4 separate regions of the Sus scrofa genome follow, and regions 2, 3 and 4 are each linked to region 1. Evidence: chromatin contacts called from public HiChIP or PLAC-seq data. All regions are on one chromosome and are shown on one strand. The core of a region is the stretch at or near the end of the contact, and the rest is flanking DNA. Distances in the headings are between cores, read along the strand shown.

Region 1 (2,567 bases), core at 22-2,521:
ATTGTATATTGATCAAATAAAGTGCAATTTCTTACTAGTTGTCACAATTACATGTGGAATGGCCAATTCAGAGAATTGGCAGGATGTCAATGATAAAAATTACTGAAGCCAAGGGAGTTCCTGCTGTGGCTCAGTGGGTTATGAACCGACTAGTATTCACGAAGATATGGGTTGAATCCCTGGCCTCACTCAGGGGGTTAAGATCCAGCGTTGCCATGAGCTGTGGTGTAGGCCACAGACAATACTCAGATCCTATGTTGCTGTGGCTGTGGAGTTGGCCCCTAGCCTGGGAACTTCCATAAGCTGCAGGTGCAGCCCTAAAAAGCAAAACAAAACAACAAACAAAACATTATTGAAGCCATGTGTAATTCTGGAGCCATAAGTAAACTCTGGCCTCTTACAGTAGTTATTTTTGGGCTCCCCATCAAGGGTGCCAGATAACCAAAGTGAACACCCTTCATATGATTAACTGGAAAAACATTTCATGGACACTGACAGCAGAAACCCAGTGAGCCATTCACTCTGGCTCAGAGCCACATCGGCTGTTGTTTCTCTAGCGCCACGTCTTCTCGGGATAAAGAAGGCTCAGGAGACCCCATCTGACTTCTCCGGCTATTGAAAACCCACATTGCCTTCTTTGTCGTGCCGGAGCTTAGGAAGGGTGCCTCAGAGCGAAGACACGGGATAGATCAGAACACATCCAACAACCTGCTGTGGGAACCTGTGAACTCGGGCCCTCTGACCAGTGATCCACCCCCAAAAAACATGCTGTCCAAGACCTCATCCTCCTCTGCATCTCTCCTAAAAGCTAGCCCAGGACCCATCTTCTGTGCCATATACCTAGTCAACATTTTGAGCATTTGAACCTCCACTAACTTGATGTTACTGCCACGCTATCCTCACGGCTGCTGTATTTCTCCAAGTGCTGTCCTGTGAGACTCACACCAGAACTGCCCGACGCTTCCCACAGTTCAGGTTCCTAGGTCCCACTGCAGACCTCCTGGCCTAGAATCTGCTCTTTTAATAAACAACCTGGGTAATCTAAGAAACACCAGTGTTTTTTTAAAATACCGTTTAGAATTTTATTAAAAGAAAGAAAAAGGCAAAATCTTAACCACAATGAAACTTGGTTCCTCTTACCTTAGAAAGTGATTCACCTCTAAAGTGATCTCTGAAATGCATTTTGGGCAATTGCTGGAACCTTCTGTGCAACCCTCCCCTCACCACCCTGGGACAGTTGCAATGAGCAGGGCACAGCTGGTCTGCTGGATAAAACTCGTAGCCGTGCTGGGAGACTGATTCTTAGCTGGCTCCTCAGACAGGGAAGTGAAAATCCCTTCTTTAAAAAAGTTGCCACAATACCAGCCACGCTGATGATTTGTGAAGCTTTTGCCCTGATGGGGAGCAAGATAGGAAGGTCAATTCAGTAAAACGACGAAGCCCGGGCTGACTTTGAGAAAGGACATGGGCACGATTGAGGCCACAGCAATGGGCAGGGTTGGGGCAGCACAACTGAGTCACACAAGTCACTTGGGGAGATGTGGAAGATGCTCTGGGGTTCGCCAAACAGAGCGGAGGGTTAAGAGCTGAGGGAACAGAGTAACACAGGCGCAGGATGGAGGCAATTCAGGAATGACCCAGTGCCAAGGCTGGGGTGGGACCTCGAGGCTAGAGGGTCAGATGCTGAGGCCAGCTGGGGCCAGTCTGCAGAAGGTCTACAGGTTTCCACAAATAGACTCTGCTGCTCACTTTCTATATTTGACTTTGTCTGACCCATGAGGCTAAAGCAACTTCTGAACACAATCTGACTTTTAAAAATGCTTGTTGGAAAGCTGAAGTATGAATGTACCTTGTCATTTAAGAAGCAAGCATAACATACTCAAAATCGTAACATACTATGAGATCTAAAACGTTTGTTAGTTTATCTCACAAAAGCTTCTTTCAAAGAGAAAGCCCCTGGTCCCAGATTCAAATCAGTATTTTGTAACAGAGCATCAATAAGGGCTCAAACTGGGTTTTAATGAGGTGGAGCCCACTGAGGGAAGAAGGAGGCAGACAGGAGCAATGAGATTTCAAGCAGGTTTATCCAGGACGGAGTGGCCAGTGAGCACTGAACTGAGAGAACTCAGGCTCCCTGCAGCTTATGGAAAGGGGTAGTTTCTATTTTTAGCACAGGTTTCTCCCACATGGAGAAAGAAACTGAAGATACAAGTTATGTTGTTACAGGAGTTCCCCTCATGGCTCAGTGGTTAATGAATCCAACTAGGAACCAAGAGGTTTTGGGTTCAATCCCTGCCCTTGCTTGGTGGGTTAAGGATCTGGCGTTGCTGTGAGCTGTGGTGTAGGTTGAAGACACAGCTCGGATCCTGCGTTGCTGTGGCTCTGGCATAGGCGGGCAGCTACAGCTCCAATTAGACCCCTAGCCTGGGAACCTCCATGTGCCCAGGGAGCGGCACCAGAAAAGACAAAACAAACAAACAAACAAGTTATGTTGTTACAATTTAACAGTTTCTCCAGCTCTTCTTGTCTTCCAGCTTTGTGTTTCATTTCCTACAGTTACCAGCTAA
Region 2 (2,567 bases), core at 19-2,518, 250 kb after region 1:
CCAGCAGGTAGAGCACAAGTTCCTCATGGCCACAGAGGCAGGCATAGTACCTGAGGGGAAGGGACCCAGTGCTGTCAGGCCTGCAGCGCCACCAACCCTGACCACCCCTGCTCCCCCCACGGCACTCACAGCGGGGTGCTGTCCCACTTGTCCCGCACGTTCACCTCCACGTCACGCTGCTCTAGCAGATACCTGGGCAGGGAAGTCAGAGCTGAGTCAGGCCAGGTTCCTGGTCTGGAGAGCAAACCTTCAGGAGGGGAAGGAAGGAAGCCTCCCCAGGTGAGGGCGGGTGAGGGCTGAGCAGAACAGGAAAGGCACTTGAGACAAGGAGACCACGGAGTGGCAATGGGAAACCCAGCATCAGAGGCCCCAGAACTGAAGGGGCCTCTGGGCAGAAAGCCTTTGGGAAGGAGGAGAGGAAGGGGCCTCTGCCTCTGTGGGAGCCCTCTGGCTGCTTGGGGTGGCAAGGCCGAGCACGAGCTGCTGCAGGCATACTGGTGATGTGGAAATGACAAAAAGGTAGGTTCTAGAAGGTGGATGTCAGGAGACAGGGCAGCAGGTGGGGTGGGGAAGTGGGAATCAACAAGGGTGGTGATGGAGCCACCACAGAGGAGGAAGTGCCTTGGGGGAGACACCTGGGCCGACCTCAAGAGCGCTCCCAGCAGCATCACAAGTGGCACCTGCAGCGGGGGAGCTGTGCGGGTCAGGAATTGGCGAAGGTGGGCAGGTGCCTCCCATCCCAATCAGGCAGCCCACGGAGATGGCGACTGCAGCGCCCAGTCAGCTCTAGCCGCACTTGGGGAGTTTCCGAATCTCCGAGGACTAGAGACCCCAGCTCCGGGTCCACAGCGCATCAGAAACGAATCGCGGAGTCCCAGGCCGGCCCCCAGGGTCTGGCGCCCGGGCCCTTCTCTTCTCTCCGCGCTCTCCTCTCCCCCTCCGGGCGTTCTCGTCGCAGTACCTTCCTCCGGGACCCCCTGGAGGAGTCACGCCAGAGCTCCCCGATCCCCGGCTCCACCCCAGAGCACTGTGGCAACCTAGGCAGCCCTGCTTCGGCGTCTGGGCGCCCACGGGGGAAGGGTCTGCGGCGGGGTCACCCACCCGGCACCCTCCCGGGGCCAAGGGTCCTCACCGCACTCGGCCCACGTCCCCCTTCCTGCAGCTGGAGAACAGGTCGCACGTATCCATGGCGCGGACGGCCCGGACCCCCGCCAGGCGACCTCAGAGCCCCGGCCGGATATAAACACGCCCCGCCCCGCCCGGGCGCTCGGCAGCGGCGCCTGGCGCTCGGAGGACCGACTCGGGCGCGCTGCCCCGCCCCCACCCCAGCCCAGAGTAAGAACGAGTCGCTTAGGCGGACCACGGGCCGGCGTGCTCTCCCGGCGGCTTTAATAGGGTCCCGGGCGCCCCGCGGGGCGTCGGGTCGGGGGGGTGGGGGGTGCCGAGATGCGTCGAGAGTCACTGGAGGGGGAGGCAGAGGACCCCACGCCGAGGCCCGGGCCGGGCGGGGCTCAGCCCCTCACAGGTGCGTGTCCTCCTCAAACACGTCTGAGTCCTCGGGGTCACGCTTGCCCCCCATGAGCGCGCTCCATCCCCCCGGGCCGTTGACCGCGCCGCCGCCATTCAGGCTGGGCTGCTTCTCCTGCATCTCCGACTGGCTGTCGCTGGCCACGTCCAGCGTGGGGTTGTCGTGGCAGCCGTTCTCCACGAAGCGCAGCTCCTCGCCGTGCGACTGCGGCGGGAGGGGCGGCTGGGCGGGCGCGCCGGCCCCGCCGCCCCACATCCCTCCAGACCCTCCCTAGACAGGGGACCCCTGTCGGACCCTCGACGGACAGCGGACAGACAGCCCCTTCTGGTCCTGTAGCTCAACTCCTTTCTTAAAATGACCATTGACCCTTTACACTTATCAGCCTTGTGGCCTCCCTGACACCGTCTATCCCTCCACCACCCCAGAGACTCCTAGAAAATAAGGGAGGTGTGCACTGCCTGCACCCCACTCCCACCCCCAACCGGGGCGTCTGCAAGGCCGCCCTGCCCAGGAGGAACTGGGCCCACAACCCACACCTCCAGCATCTGACAACCAGGAGCTGGGCCCTGGACAAGGACTTCAACTCACAGTACCCACCCCCTAGTAACTGCCACCTCACTCACAAATAAGGACCCCAAGTTTCAGGTGCCCGGCTAGCTGGACCCCCTATACCACCCGGACCAGGCCCCCTGCCCACCCACCCTCACGCTCACCACGTGTTTCAGCTTGGGCAGCCGGCGCTGCCAGCAGTTATAGAGCAAGCCCAGCACGATGATGACCACACAGATGGCACCGATGACCACCAGCACCACAAAGAGCGTCCCGTAGTCACTGCGCACCTGGCTGGCCCGGGCCTGGCAGCTGCTTGTAGTGGAGTAGTTCTGGATGCCAATCTGGGGACAGGAGGGCCGGCTTCTGAGCTGAGGTCCTGGGGTACTAGGTCTCCCCAGATTGGAGCTCAGGGTGGGCAACATGCCTGGCCTGTGCTCACCAAGGACTCTGCCCACCTCCCTTCTCAGCCTTCCCTCACATACTGGCC
Region 3 (2,567 bases), core at 21-2,520, 230 kb after region 1:
TAAGTTTCTCTGAGGGGATGGTGGCTGGTCAGCCTGAAGGCTGGACTCCTGTGGAAAGATGTGACAGAAGGGGTTTCAGCCATCCTGTTCCTGAGTCCCCTGTCAACACTCTGACATAGCAGTGCCCAGGGGGAAATGTGTTCAGGGGAGGCAACTTCCGAATCTAGCAGGGGTGTCTTGGGGCACTTCTTTAGCTAAGACGTTGCTCCTGGAACCCTACAGCCATGAAGCCTCAGAAAGAGAAGAGCCATTTGCCTAACAGGCTCACGGAGGCAGGACCTGCAGGAAGGGGCTGCAGGCTGGGATGGGGGCCAGCTCCTGGGAACATTCTCTAGGGAAGCACGCTGGCTCTGCCAGCCCAGTGTCAAAGGCAAGATGTTTGGGGTTTGCGGTGGCGGCCAGGATTGTCAGCATGGTGTCTTCCTTTGGCAGCATCACCTCACAGCCGAGGGCATGCAGACATAACACTCTCTGGGTGTGGGGAAGAAAAGGCAAAATGCCTGGAAGCATCTCAACACCTTCAGTGTAGCACCGTTGCAGCCCTCCATCTCACCACAGTGAGAAATCAGTCTTGATACCAGTATTTGCATTTGCAGACATTTGGGCCCAGAGAGGGCAAGTCACTTACCCAAGGACACACAGCTGCTGAGTAAGGATTTGAGCCCAGGTCTCTCAACTCCAAGCCTTGGCTCTGAAGTGCTCCTGGGAACAAAGAAATTGCTACTTGGCATTTTTTACATTTGTCTACGCATTCAGAGTCCCTGATCAGAACACTAAAGTAACTGATGGATTAATTATTCTACTCTCAGCATAGGTGTTTTGGAATGCGATGCATCTTTCCCACTCTGAAAAGCCTGGAATGTTCTAAATATTTCTCCAGTCACAGCTGATGGAGGGAGGGTTGAGGACCTCACGAAGCCTGCACACCATGGATAGTCATCCATCTCTCAGTCTTTGCCCCATTCTCCTTCCAAGTGCCATCCTCTGCCATGGGACGTCCACTATTTATTTGTTGAGGCCGTTTGCCTTCTGGACCCAGGGCTATATTCTCCACAATTGTGCTGGGTGCCCTCCAAGCACATCCTGGCTGGTTTACACTCAGGCCAGTGGCCATATGGCTGGTTTATACTCATACCTGTTCCGTGCACCCAGAGAGCCGACCAGAGAGGCCACTGCTGGCTTTCATTTCTGGCCCCCCATGCAGGGTGTCCTGTGTCCTCAGGGATCAGCCTCCCTGCTCCCTGTCTGTCTTCTGCTCACGTAGCTGGAGGCCATGTGCCCATGGCCCTTGCAGACTCCTGTCAGCTCGTGGAAGGCTTTGCTCTCTGAGGCTTTTGACTAATTATAACTGTGGCTAAAGATAGGCCCAGCCTCCCTCAGAGCCCCTTTGAGACCTCTGATTACCCTCCAGGACGCCCATTGGCTTAGCTGCTTGTGCTTTGTGAGCTGCCATCTTCATAGTTTGTATCCTCACAGAAGACTCGCCTGATCATTTACCAATGTCTTAAAACATAGCAAGCCTCACAGCTCGGCACACCGAGGGCAGCTGGTGGGGGAGCCAGTGAGGGGTCTGCCACTTTCCAGCACCCTGCACGTTGGGGTTCTTTGACCTACCCCCACCCCATGTTCCATGCTTGCTCCCAACCCTACTCCCATGGCTGGCTCTAAGCACAAAAGAGGCAGGTCCCTGGGGTCAGCAGCTGAATGGCAGCAGGAAAGCCAGGAACTGTGTTGAGAGACTATCAGGGGTAGTTCCAGCTGCCAGACCCAAGATATAGTAAGGCACCCATTCTGTAGGCCCATCCAGCTTCCCTCCTGAACACCTTCCCAGGGTCTAGCAAGAAAGCAGGAGCACAACCTGGCAAAGCCTCTTGGGAGCACCAATGGTGACCTCAAGGCAGGCTGGGACCTGGGGGTTGAAGTCCTATTTACATGTGGATCAGATCTGACTGACTTGTGGAGGCCCAGGATACTGGCTGAGCAGATGCCAGCCCTGGACAGTTCTCTGACCACAGGGGTCACCTGCCCAGGGGATGTGGTGTGGCCAGAAGTCCTGAGCCAGACAAGAGCCATCAGAAACAAGGACCTGCAGTTTTATTTTGGGCAGAAGGAAGACTAGTCAGGTTAGCCACGTGTATGTAAACTGTCACTTAATTGTGGGCATGTGAATCCTTTTCCTAAGAATTACTTGTCTGGCTCAGGACTTTTGGCCCCCCACTTGGGCACCTGTGCCGGGGGTCATTGCTGGGAGGTGGGAAGTCTGTGTGGGAAGGCACGTGCCTGTGTTCAGAGGACCCACCAGCCCCCATTCCTTGGCAGGCCGAGAAGGGCGGCAGCCTCTGGGGCCCACGAGTCACTTCATCTGTCAGGCCCAGATGTCTGTACCCTCATGAGGTATGCCCCCCTCTCTCCTCACATCCAAGCCCACAGAACTCACTTTACTTTCCCTTCTCTAGATACCACAGCAGAGTGAATGGTTAAGGATGCTGAGGATAGGGCCTGACTGCCTGTTATTATCCTGGCTCTGTCTTTACTTGCTGTGTAACTTTGGGCAACTCACCCAACCT
Region 4 (2,567 bases), core at 31-2,530, 200 kb after region 1:
GCAGGATGGGGGGCATAGGGAGAGCCAGGGTCTGGGAGAGGAGGGCAGGGTCGCAGTGCAGAAATCAGAGCAGGAAATGGATACCAGCCACGAGTCTGGCACCGGGTCAGCAGCAGGACAGCAGGTCCACAGAGCCTTGTTCTTGGACAGCAGAGGTTCCCCAGGGCAGGCCTCTTGGGAAGCAGGGGCACACTCCTGGAGTGCCTTGTGGCCTTCCTTGCCCTGAGCCTCCTGTTCCAGGCTGAGTCTGACCTGGCCTTGACCCTAAAGGACCCACGCCTCTGTGGACGGGCTGCTGGCCAGGCAGTTTGGGAGACAGATGCTCTTAGTCCTTCTGTAATGCCCTCAGCCGGCACCTTAAAACCCACCTCAGAGATATGGTTTGTTCTCCCCAGGCAGCTGCCCCCTGGCTGCCGGGTCCACATACGAGCCTAGTGACCCCCGAGGCACATCAGTCCATGCCCTGCATGTGCTCTGCAAGGCCTGTCCTCCCACCATGCGCCAGACGCTTTCTGTATTTAGACAGTCTGCACCCGGCTTAGGTAACAGTTGCATTGGATTACTTTTTCCCATCTACAAGTCTGAGTATTTTGCTGAAGACATTCAGGTCAGGTGGACTAGGCGTCTGTCCCCATTTCCTGTCAGGGACCGACAGACTTTTCCAGCACACATGAAACCAGGGGCCTGAAGTGTCCCAGGGTGACACCTAGGGTGACAGCCAGAATCTGGGGTTCAAACCCCAGCTCCTTTGCTCATCAGCTGGATAGTGCTGTCAGGGACTGACCCTGGAGCCCCCACTTACAAGAGATGGAGACGGTGGTGGTGGTACCTGGATGCAGGGCTCCTGTGAGTCACCCACGGGGAGAGGGGCCTGCCCAGAGTAGCTATGGCAGCATCCAGGCTCATAATGGAAGCTAAAACAGCAATCACAGTTGCTGTCGGTTTTGGTCCCCAACAAAGCCACACACCACTGTGAGCCTGAGCAGAAGACCCGTCTCCTTGTTCTAGGGGTGGGGAGGTGAGGGTTCAAGGTCCTGCCCAGAAGTGGCATGTTGGGGTCAGGACCCCCGGTTCGCAGCACTGGGTCTTGCATGTCTCCCCAGGCTTGGAAGCAGCTGCTGCCCTTCAGTAAATTAACACTGGCAATAACTGTGACCACAGCTGGACCAAGAAAAGGAGGCACTTAAATTTTAAAACAGGTGGGGCCTAGGCTGGCTGCATGTCTCTGGGGGAGTCTGTGTGATTCTCTGGGGCCCATATCAAATGCTGCAGGCAGCCACAGGGGGCTCCCTGTGGGAGGGGGCATCACCTCGTTCTGTGAGGTGGAGCCTTTCTGAAGTGGAAGCTCAAACAGCATGTGACCGGGGATGGTTGGCCTGCCAACGGCTAAAAATAACCAACTGTGATGCTGCCAAGTGCCAAAGCCGCCAGGAGAAGGAGGGCAGGGGAGCCGCCAGCAGATCCCCTCCCACCAGGGGGAGGACCCCTTGTGGCAGACGAGGTCCTCCACCAGCCTCTGGTGGTGATTTTTAGCTGTACACATCACCAACCTACAAAAAATAAACACCCAGCTACAGTTCCATGCCCCCCTGTCCAGGGTTTTTGGAGCCTTCACTTAGAGAAGTGTTTGTAGGCACCCTGGGATGGAAGAGACCCTTGGGGTGGTACCTCTGCTCTTCCCTGGATGAGCTGTGTGCTGGGCCTCTCTGGGCCTATCCCTCATCTTGTACATGAGACCAGCAGCACCTGCAGCCCATGCGGAATGCATTTGGAGCCGAGTGTAGAAGTTGGGATGCAGTGTCTGCCCCAGGCTGGTCCCCCGAAGGCTTCTTGAGCTTCCACCCTGATTCTGGAAGTCGAGGCTGGAGGCCATGGAGCCCTAGGGAGACACCCCTCTTTCAGCATCTCACCCCACCCTGAACAGGGCTACCCCAACAGTGTGGCCTGGGGAGCCTCAGAAAGAAGGGCAGGCTGGCTAGCACCTCCTGGGAATGGTGCTCACACACTGCAGGCCCCTCTCAGCTGGTCAGCCACAAATGTACCCCCAACTTTTACATGCTCCGAGGACAGTGCCTCGGCAACCTGGGCTTGCTGATCCTTGCATCCTGCCTGGTATCCAGAATGTAGTAGGGGCTCAGTGAACATCTGCTGAATTACAGGGCATTTGATTAAAAACAACTGGTTTCTCTAGGTTTGCCCAGATTCAGACTGCTGAAGCATGTATGTGTACGAATTGGCACTAGAGGATGGGCCCTGTTTGAAGAAAATAAATACTTTCTGGCCTAAAAAAATGCATCATCTCTGTGCTAGTAACTTTCCCCCAGATCACCCCCATTTAACCCTCGTAGCTGTGTGGGGAGGCAGGCACTGCGCCCAGTGAGGAAGCAAGCTAGCCCAGGGGTGGTGAGTAACTTGCCCAAGGCGACACAGCCCTTGGAGCAAAGCTGGATTCAATCGCCATGCTTGTCCCCTGGGTAAGACCTTGACTTTTGGAAGCTGCTTTGATGAGCATGAGGGTTCCCCTAGAAACCTTAAATCATGGAACCCAGTGCAAACTTCATTTGCCA

The links. HiChIP or PLAC-seq counts read pairs in DNA pulled down with a chosen protein or histone mark.
Region 2: a contact with region 1 is called in an H3K27ac HiChIP or PLAC-seq map of skeletal muscle. The contact joins the promoter of ABTB1 here to the enhancer-like site in region 1. A contact is called at or near these places in 2 of 5 promoter capture datasets (liver and skeletal muscle), 24 of 47 Hi-C or Micro-C datasets (adipocytes, alveolar macrophages, brain and 14 more) and 1 of 2 datasets of contacts at active chromatin or transcription factors (skeletal muscle).
Region 3: a contact with region 1 is called in an H3K27ac HiChIP or PLAC-seq map of skeletal muscle. The contact joins two enhancer-like sites. A contact is called at or near these places in 21 of 47 Hi-C or Micro-C datasets (alveolar macrophages, brain, embryonic fibroblasts and 11 more) and 1 of 2 datasets of contacts at active chromatin or transcription factors (skeletal muscle).
Region 4: an H3K27ac HiChIP or PLAC-seq map of skeletal muscle shows a contact between it and region 1. The contact joins two enhancer-like sites. A contact is called at or near these places in 2 of 47 Hi-C or Micro-C datasets (embryonic fibroblasts and fetal heart ventricle) and 1 of 2 datasets of contacts at active chromatin or transcription factors (skeletal muscle).

Annotation. Positions count from the first base shown.
Region 1 is chr13:72,327,785-72,330,351 of Sscrofa11.1, forward strand. The region is part of intron 4 of KBTBD12 (kelch repeat and BTB domain-containing protein 12); the gene reads right to left. Among named protein-coding and RNA genes, the nearest start is that of KBTBD12, 37 kb to the right of the region's middle. Within about 2 kb of position 1,272, at least 12 of the 83 cell types and tissues checked have an H3K27ac peak or open chromatin away from gene starts, as enhancers often do. A contact at or near this core is called in fetal skeletal muscle and skeletal muscle, where this site is marked.
Region 2 is chr13:72,577,957-72,580,523 of Sscrofa11.1, forward strand. It overlaps ABTB1 (ankyrin repeat and BTB/POZ domain-containing protein 1), which reads right to left and starts at 1,269. Exons shown (of 12, transcript XM_021069446.1): 1 at 1,133-1,269; 2 at 130-192; 3 at 1-50. The coding sequence starts at 1,188. PODXL2 (podocalyxin-like protein 2) reads right to left here. Exons shown (of 8, transcript XM_021069445.1): 7 at 2,242-2,421; 8 at 1,354-1,732. The coding sequence ends at 1,520.
Region 3 is chr13:72,558,746-72,561,312 of Sscrofa11.1, forward strand. The region is part of intron 6 of MGLL (monoglyceride lipase); the gene reads left to right. Among named protein-coding and RNA genes, the nearest start is that of ABTB1, 19 kb to the right of the region's middle. Within about 2 kb of position 1,271, at least 10 of the 83 cell types and tissues checked have an H3K27ac peak or open chromatin away from gene starts, as enhancers often do. A contact at or near this core is called in fetal skeletal muscle and skeletal muscle, where this site is marked.
Region 4 is chr13:72,524,266-72,526,832 of Sscrofa11.1, forward strand. All of the region lies in intron 3 of MGLL (monoglyceride lipase), which reads left to right. Among named protein-coding and RNA genes, the nearest start is that of MGLL, 45 kb to the left of the region's middle. Within about 2 kb of position 1,281, at least 16 of the 83 cell types and tissues checked have an H3K27ac peak or open chromatin away from gene starts, as enhancers often do. A contact at or near this core is called in skeletal muscle, where this site is marked.